Regions from separate parts of the Mus musculus genome. Here all the other regions are linked to region 3. The links are chromatin contacts, called in public HiChIP or PLAC-seq and promoter capture Hi-C maps. All regions are on one chromosome and are shown on one strand. The core of a region is the stretch at or near the end of the contact, and the rest is flanking DNA. Distances in the headings are between cores, read along the strand shown. Region 1 holds the start of Stox2 (storkhead box 2). Region 2 holds the start of Rwdd4a (RWD domain containing 4A). Region 3 holds the start of Ankrd37 (ankyrin repeat domain 37).

What was found. HiChIP or PLAC-seq counts read pairs in DNA pulled down with a chosen protein or histone mark. Capture Hi-C pulls out chosen DNA fragments and counts their contacts.
Region 1: a contact with region 3 is called in an H3K4me3 HiChIP or PLAC-seq map of embryonic limb bud, with 4 times the contacts expected there. The contact joins the promoter of Stox2 here to the promoter of Ankrd37 in region 3. A contact is called at or near these places in 1 of 39 promoter capture datasets (pre-B cells) and 1 of 115 datasets of contacts at active chromatin or transcription factors (embryonic limb bud).
Region 2: a promoter capture Hi-C map of liver shows a contact between it and region 3, with 5 times the contacts expected there. The contact joins the promoter of Rwdd4a here to the promoter of Ankrd37 in region 3. A contact is called at or near these places in 5 of 39 promoter capture datasets (the HPC-7 cell line, hippocampal neurons, liver and 1 more), 4 of 484 Hi-C or Micro-C datasets (CD4 T cells, LSK cells, double positive thymocytes and 1 more), 2 of 115 datasets of contacts at active chromatin or transcription factors (astrocytes and bone marrow-derived macrophages) and 3 of 9 other capture datasets (adipose tissue, liver and macrophages).

Annotation. Positions count from the first base shown.
Region 1 is chr8:47,288,129-47,290,828 of GRCm38.p6, reverse strand. Stox2 (storkhead box 2) reads left to right here and starts at 1,427. Exons shown (of 4, transcript NM_001114311.1): 1 at 1,427-2,700.
Region 2 is chr8:47,532,218-47,534,917 of GRCm38.p6, reverse strand. It overlaps Rwdd4a (RWD domain containing 4A), which reads right to left and starts at 1,273. Exons shown (of 8, transcript NM_203507.3): 1 at 975-1,273. The coding sequence starts at 998. Trappc11 (trafficking protein particle complex 11) reads left to right here and starts at 1,448. Exons shown (of 30, transcript NM_177240.3): 1 at 1,448-1,599.
Region 3 is chr8:45,998,510-46,001,209 of GRCm38.p6, reverse strand. It overlaps Ankrd37 (ankyrin repeat domain 37), which reads left to right and starts at 1,360. Exons shown (of 5, transcript NM_001039562.1): 1 at 1,360-1,593; 2 at 1,807-1,959. The coding sequence starts at 1,567.

The sequences.
Region 1 (2,700 bases), core at 178-2,677, 1.3 Mb before region 3:
TTATATTATACCCTCTAAACTCCTTCTATATAGAAATTATAAAATTATGGCTGTATTTTTGCTTTGAGTTCTTCTGTGGCCCCCAGTCCATCAAGAGTAGGAAATAAAACTTTGAACATGGCTAGCAAGTCCCTGCATGATCTACGCTCCCTCTCTCTGACCTCACCGCCCACGGCTTTCCTGTTCAGCTCTGACTCCAGCCATACTGGCCTTCTTGCATTTCTTCCAACAGAAACCAAGACTGGTTTAGACTTCAGGACCGTCGCACTTGTTCCCATGGCCCTGGACACCAATCCCTTCACTCTTTGAGGGGCTCTTCATGCTCTAGGCCCCAGCTACTGGCATGCCTCACAGAGGTTAATGCATCTTTATAAAATGTGGCACAACTTTTGGCTTTAACTCAGCTTCCTGCATTTCTTTTCTGCTGGACCATTCATTGCATGGGACCATATTTGGTATGTTGCCTATTTAATCTGCTCAGTGAATGAATACCAAAGTTGTCACATGATCACAATCCCTCTTAAGTCATAATTACTGCAAAAATTTGTGTGACCATTTTGGTGTCTTGAGAACTGATGTTTTGTTGATTTGAGATACCTGAATGTCAGTAACGCCCATTCGTGAAAACATTAACAAAAAATTCACCTCTATGGCCCTTTACACATTGATCTTCTAAACCAGTCGTCTTTCTGTTCCTTGCCATTTTAGCAAAGGGTACCTTTTAAAGGCTTGTCTTGAATCTAAAAGGAGGTCGCTAAACATTTAGCTAATAGGTTTGTAGTTAGTAATTAATATTGCTTGATGTAGTTATAGGTTTTATATGCGACTTGTGGCTTTTTATCCCCACCCCCTTGGTATCCACAGAGAGGTTGTTCTGGCTATGTATTACCAAGCCACATACTGGAGATGGATGATGGCCTCCCTTCTAGATCTCATTGCCTTTCTGCCTCCTGGATGTCTTGCCAGAGCTTCCTGAATCTTAACCCTTTAGGGCCCTCCGACTGCTGAATACACGTTTCCATGAAGGCTTCCTATTGCTGGCTCTGCATCTTGTCACCCATCAGCGTGGAATGCCACCTTTAAAAATGATTGGGAACGTCTCGTTGTCACAGATGCATTAAAGAAAAGGAAAAAAAAAAAAAAGAAAGAAAGAAAGAAAAAAAAAAAAAAAAACCACCCAGCTCAAACGGGAAATGACAGATCACCTCCAGAGGCAATCAAGTTTATTCTCCTTGTTTAGAGCTCAAAACGCATTTTTGGCAACCCAAATGGGGAGGTGAGAGTGGTGGATAAGAATGGGAGTGGCGGCGCGTGGCGGGGCTGGCGGCCAGGCCGGGCGCCTTTAACTCGGCGTGACCTCGCGTCTGGCCCGCGCCCCCTCCTCCGCGCGCACCGCTGTCCTGCAGCGATTGGTGCTTGGACCATAAGCAGCTGTGCAGGGCCCGGCGGTGCAGAGGCCCCGGGCCCGCCAGCGCAACCAGGCCATTGGGGAGTGACTTCCACTCAGGATCGCAGAGGGCGCAGGCCGTTGGCGCGTGGCAGTCGGCGTGGGCCTGGCGTCCCCGCGCGTTCGCGGCGCCCCGCGTCTCCGGCTGGGCGCAGGTGGACCAGGCCGGGCGCCGCAGATCAGCGCGTTCCCACGAAGGCTAGCCCTCGGAGCGAGGGGGAGGGACCATCGGAAAGACGTGGAACGATCCGCGCGGTGTCATCCGCAGGGCCCAGGCCCCGCGCCGCCGCCGCCGCCGCCGCCGTCGCCGTCGCCGCTGGGGCTTTGCTGCGGGGATCTACGCCGAGCCTCCGCGCTGCCCCGAGATTAGCATGACACTGGGTAGCCGTCCCGCTTTCGGCGGTGCCAGAGCGCAACGCGCTAGTCCCCGAGCCGCGATGGCCTCGCGCGGGGGCCGATCGCCGGGCTCCGCAGCCACCGCGGCCCGTGAGTAAGAGTATGCCTGCGGCGGGGGACCCACGCGTGTCGGCACGCGCCCCCACCCTCCCGCGCCCCCGCCAGCCTCGGAAGGAGGAAGCCTGACGGCGCGCCGCGGTCGCCAGCACCCAACGGGGCTCTTCCTGCGTTGTCGCAGCGGCGGTCCCGGTGCTCCCGTGCGCCCCCCGTTCGAGCCTCTGGAATGAAGACTGCCTCCCGAGGACTGCGAGAGAGAAGCAGAGACAGCGGGCGCCGGGGACTGCGGCCCTCGCGGCTGGGAGGTCCAGGGGGACGCGACTCGGACGCTGTCATCCCCACGCCTCGCGCTGAAGCCTCCTAGTGCGGTTGGGGCTGCCGCCCACCGGTCAAGCTGCCGGGGCGTGCGATCCCGGGTCGGCCCCCGGAGGCCTCGGCTTCCTCATTTGTTTGGGTCTTTTGTGCTGTGGCGCACAGTTGGCTAAGCACTCCTGCGCTGAATCGGGCCATTGTCTGCGCTCCCATTGCTTCCACGCTGCAAGTCTCGGCGCCCCCACCCGGGCCGCCCCCTCCCGGCCGCCGAGCCTCCCAACGTGCCTTCCCCCTCAGGAATCTGGAAGCTGGAAGCCCGGCGGATTGCAAATGAAGTGGAATGCATTGTGGGACGAGTGTAAAATCCGAGCCTTCTCCGTGGGGGTGTGGGGGGGCGTGGGGAGGGCCGGACCTGCCGCCGGCGGTGTAGACACCGACGAGAAGAGGGGCTGGGGGAAAAAATGTGCGCAGAGTCCTCCCGGGTCGTG
Region 2 (2,700 bases), core at 24-2,523, 1.5 Mb before region 3:
AGTCTAGATTCTATTAACACCCACATTGTCAAATGTTAATTTTTAAGCAACATATTCAAAACAAACAACAAATTACTATGTATCTACTACTACACAAGGAGTCTACTGCTACATAAGATTTGTCTTCTTTGTTTGAGAAGGCATTTTTGGAACACCAGGCTAGTCTCAAACTCTGACATCAGCCTGCCTCTGCCACCCTAACACTGGGATTAAAGGCGTACACCACTACCGCCAGGTGGGATTTATCTTCTAATCCTTACTCTACCACGTTCACCAAGCTAGGGTGCTCTTTTTCCTTTTTCATCTGGACACATTACAGAGTTGGAAAGTTCAATGACAGGTGATTTATAGGACCTATTCCTTCCGACTTTGATATTTTGCAAAGCAAACAAACCACCACCACCAATAACAACAACAACAAAAACCAAAACACAAACTACAAAATTCTGATTGACATGAGGATGCTCAAAAATATTGTATATCCCTCAACAACAGACTGAGGAGTGACTTCACTGAGCATTATGGACAGAAACCGAAACACCAGGGTCATTCATTTTTCTGTAGAGATTTTACTTACTCGATCGACCCTTTCCACGAGACCACAAGTTTTCAAATTTAAAGGCGTTCAGATTTGAAGACAGAATAACTCGACACACAAGCGCTAAGCCACACAAGGGATTTAAGGACGGCCAAGTGCTCTAGGGTCGTGGACCAAGGACACTCATCTTACCAAGGAAATCTAGGAAGACCTAAATACAAAAATGACAAATGAGGGAAGCGGGAGGCTGAGTCTCACGTAACCCATTCGTGCTTGCTGGCCATAAGGTTGCCCAGTGCTATCTGGCAGGGGAACCACCAACGTGGGACATCCGGACAGGCGAAGAAGGTTCTCAGAGCAAAGGACACGTGCGAAGTCTGGGTGCTCCACGTCGTGACCTGCGCCGGGACAGGGGTGTCTAGTCCTGGGTTCTCACCTCTTGGTCCTCGTTGGCACCCATCGTGCCGGGCGCACGGCGTTCGCTACCGCGATGAACGGGCGGGCAGCGGGCGGGAGGCCGGGGCACCCCGTTTCCGCGCCTCGGTCTAGAGAAATCCTCCTCGCAGCCGTGGGTACGACCTCGTGCGCTCCAGATCCTCGGCAGCACCAAGCCACCGGCAGTCGATTGTGGGCCGGGAACCCAGGATCGCGTTATGTGTGATCGGGAACCGGGATCACGTTAAGGGACACCTAGACCTCTGACCAGTTACTGATGGGCGGTACCGAGGAAGCCCCGCCCCTTCTCACGATCGCGTCTCCTATTGGCTCCTTCTCTTTCCGCCCCCAACTCTTTCTCCTCTAGGAAATGGAACACCTTCCTAACAAGGAAACCCGTTCTATTCCAGGACTGGTGTGGAGTGCTGTCACTCAAGCCCAGGAAGTGCTTCCTGTGCCAGCGGAGGCGGGGAAAAGGAAGTGTCGCCTTCTGTCGCCCGGTCTGCGGCTGGGGCTGTTGCTTGTCGGTGGCCGCATTCCTAGACGCCCCTGCCTGGCTCTCTTGCCTCTTTCGGGGCTGACGGCGACTCGCCGCAGCTGCAGCGGGTCCAGGGCGTGCGGCCAGGGTGAGTTGGGCCCAGAGACCTTCCAGGCCAGGCTATCCCGGCTGGCTTGGTGGCCTGCGTTTCCCCTTGGCGTCCACCGATGCAATCTTGGCGTTTCTCCTTCCCCTGCAAAGAATTATTGCCAGAGAGGTGGGAGTGGTGGAGGAAAATAATGTCAGTTTCTAGGACTTTGAGGTTATTCTCCTTGCCCAGTGGCAGCTACTAGAGCCTAATGCTGAGATCCTAGGGACAGCCCTTTGGTTCTTCATTTGAGCGTTTTGCAATCGGATGTCTCTGAATCCTTGCTTGTTAGCCGGTGACTTGCATCCCAAACCACCTGTTTATTGATAGCCGTCTTCTTTAGTAGATACTCTGATTGGGTTAGCTTGTTTCTCTTCTATGATAGATTGCACTGACGAGGTGATCTGGTGCTGAGGACTTAACTTTGTACTTCTCCATGTTCCCTCTCTGTCAATGGTTTGCTTGGTTTCTCCATTATTTTCCGGGAAATCAGGAAGCGATTTCTTTCCTGTGTGTCACTGAAATCTATTCAGTCAACACTTGTCCTGTTCCGTTCCTTTTTAAATTTTCCTACAGCATAGTCAGGACCATTGCAAGTGTCCAAGCTTGTAAGGTAGAATAAAGCCGGGATTGCTGGTGTAGTTTTCATGACGTTGTTGGAAAAGATTTACACTGTCAGCTGTGAGAGCCAGTAACTAAGGGAAGGCTAGAGAGCACTTGAAATCTGCTAGTTTAACGGAGGGTGTGCAGTTCCTATAAAATACGCACAGGCTTGAAGACAATGCACAAATAGGTTTTTACAAGTTCATCGATAACTTATAATGATGTTTGGAAAATATTGTTGGCTAAAATAGAATATATCTAAAATCCCACATCTTTCTTTTTCTTTTGGGGGGGAGTTGGGAGGCTGTCTTTGATATCTCCATAGCCCTGGCTGGCCTGAAACTGCCCCCTGCCTCTGCCTCTCCAATGATGGGTTTTCAGGAGTGCTTTCTGAGCCAACTTCTCTTTTCCCTTCTAACATAACTGCTGGAAATTTTGACTTTTTTTTTCTTTGATTCATGCTGTATACCTCTCAGGTGGTGCTAATTTTAAAACTTT
Region 3 (2,700 bases), core at 111-2,610:
AACTGTGACTATGATAAACTTGCTGTTCTTTAAAACCATACTGGTTCAGATATCTTCTGTTACAACTATTGAAAAAGAATCCTCATTAAAACGGGAAGCCAAATATTTAAATAAAACTTCCTTAGGAGCTAAGATTTACAGGAAGAAGCACAACATAGACTATTTTAAGCGACACGGTCTTCTGTGTCAAGTAAACTCTACATGTTATTTGATGTCTAACCAGCTGTTAATAGTTTCTTACCTCTATGTTTCACCTGCTACCATTAACTTTAACTACAGTCAGAAGTCAACAGGGTTCATGAAAAGGAATTCAAACTTTGCAGTTATTACATTGTCATGAATTTTACCAGTAATGCCATGTTTGTTTTAAAATCTCACCCTAAATTATTGTTTCTTTTGGTCTGCTTCTCAGACTTTACTGACTTCAAGGCTTTGAGTAGTAGTATCCTGGGAAGAGTCCTTTTGTTCCTCAGGCTTATCTGATGCTCTAATTTGGGTTCTGGGTTTTGATGAAGCCCTTCTCATGTCCTAGCGCAGGGGTTCATGCTGTCAGCAGATCACATCACTAACATTAAATCACTTGGCTGCTTTCTTCACGGTAATCTTTTGTTCTTTCCTTTCCGTATTCTTATTATTCCTAATAACCGGAGTGAGGGCCATCCCCTTGGCAAACTCCTTGTATTTACTAGCTATTGCCGGAACCAGGACGGGTTTCGGACCCTCAGGGGACGTGTGACAATGGGTGGCTTATTTCACAGGAATTGCCACCTTGCTCACAAAGGCAACACTGACTGATAGGTAATTCACTGGGTTTGGGAGAGCATCTCCTATGGTAAACCCTCCGTCACAGTCTCATCGACATGCCCTCTAACGCCCCACCGCTGCATCCCCTTCCAAAGCATCCTGCGGCGCGCGCGGCGGCGGAGGACGTGGGGCAGGAGGAAGCACCTTCGGACCAAGCTGGAGGTGGAGGACGCGGGGCCTGCGGGGGTGGATGGGTGTGGGCTACTTCTGCTTCCCTCTTTTCCGGGCTACGTGCGTGCTCTCAGTCACAAAGCCATGCACCGGCGATTGCGGCTTCTCCAGAGGGCTAAAAGGGCTTGACTCCACCCAGCAGTACGTGCCTAGCTCGGCTCGCATCATGGCCGCCGCCAAAGCGCAAAGGCCAGGCCTTCCACCCTCTTCGCCCACCACCTTCACTGCGCACGCGTGCTGCGGCCGCCTGGGCTTCGCTCCCAACAGGGCGGACCCAGGGGGAGGTCGGCCTGGCCAATCAGCTGGCAGGCCGCGCAGCAGGCTCCGCCCCCTCCTCTTTTGCTTGGGGTTCCAGGCTGCACATGTCAGTGTTTGGGTACGTGAGGCCGCAGCGGGGCTGGGGACATCGCGCTGGGCAGAACCAGGCCGTGGGAACGCTCCCAGGCTGGGGAGCGGCGGGGAGGAGCCGCGGCCCTGCAGGTTCCCGAGAGCTTTAAATTCTCCCGAACTGGGGCAGTCCCTTGCATTCTTACCGGCCAGTGTTGCCTCTCTGAACTCCCGGGGACACTTGTCATCTGCTTTAGGTGGGCGATGCTGTTGCTTAGTTGCAACTTGGAGGTGAGACTCTCGCCCCTTTAAGTCCTGCAGGCTAGATCTCCCAGAGGTCTGTGTGTCTTAGGAGCTCTAACAAACGTGACAGTGACAAACTGCTGGGTTACCAAGTCAAACCTTGTCAGATCTTGTTTTCTTTTTTTTTCCGTGGAGGGGTGGATTTTCAGCTCAGAGGGCTCGAGCGGGACAGGACAGTGACAAGCTGTTCTTTTCCTGCAGGAGGATGACCTTAAGAGTTTGCTGGAGACAGGAGCATCAGTGAACGCACCTCCGGATCCCCAGGAGCAGTCGCCTGCTCACCTAGCTGCAGGTGGCGGCCTTGCGTGCTTTCTTCTCTGGCAGCTGCAAACAGGTGCTGACCTCAACCAACAGGTAACTAGGTAACCGATTGTTGCTATGTACAACCCTCTCCTCCACCCAGTGTCTGCACGGACATTTCCTAGATGTCCGTTTCAGTTGGTATAAACAGGCATATAGGAATTTCCAGGAGAAAAATACATACTGCAAGATGGTAACTTGGAACTTTTTAGTATCCACATTAATAAAACAAAAACAAGCCATGGGATTTCTTTTAATAATCTAATCCCAAATACTCTTTCAGTATGTAATTATATCAGCAATGATTTATGTGTATTTTATTTTGCTCTTGTACCACGGTTCCCAATTCAGTGTGTATTTTACTTTTATGGCATAGCTCAGTGAAGTCGAACCACATTTCAAATATATATATATAGCATGTATTTACTGTACTTTTAAAAGTACTTGCTATTGTCCAAGTTCCAGTCAACCAGGAAATAGTATGTGGGAAACATGCCCACCATCAATTCTTCCAGTAGTCTTCATCTTCATTAGAGTGTGACGAAGTTTTTAATTGTAAACCTTTGGCTTCTATAGAACTCTATAGTGTGCTGGCATTCCCTTAATTTTTTAATGTGTGCAAATATGATGGCATGTTTTTATTAATGGAAACTTTGTATTAGCACAGCAAGAGAACTTCATGAAAAATACAATTAGTGGAATAATCCAGTTGTTACAAGGTAGTTTTCACTGGCTCCCTCAAATAGCTGGTATTACTTTGCCCACTGGCTTCTACAGAATGTTAGGGAGACCCTA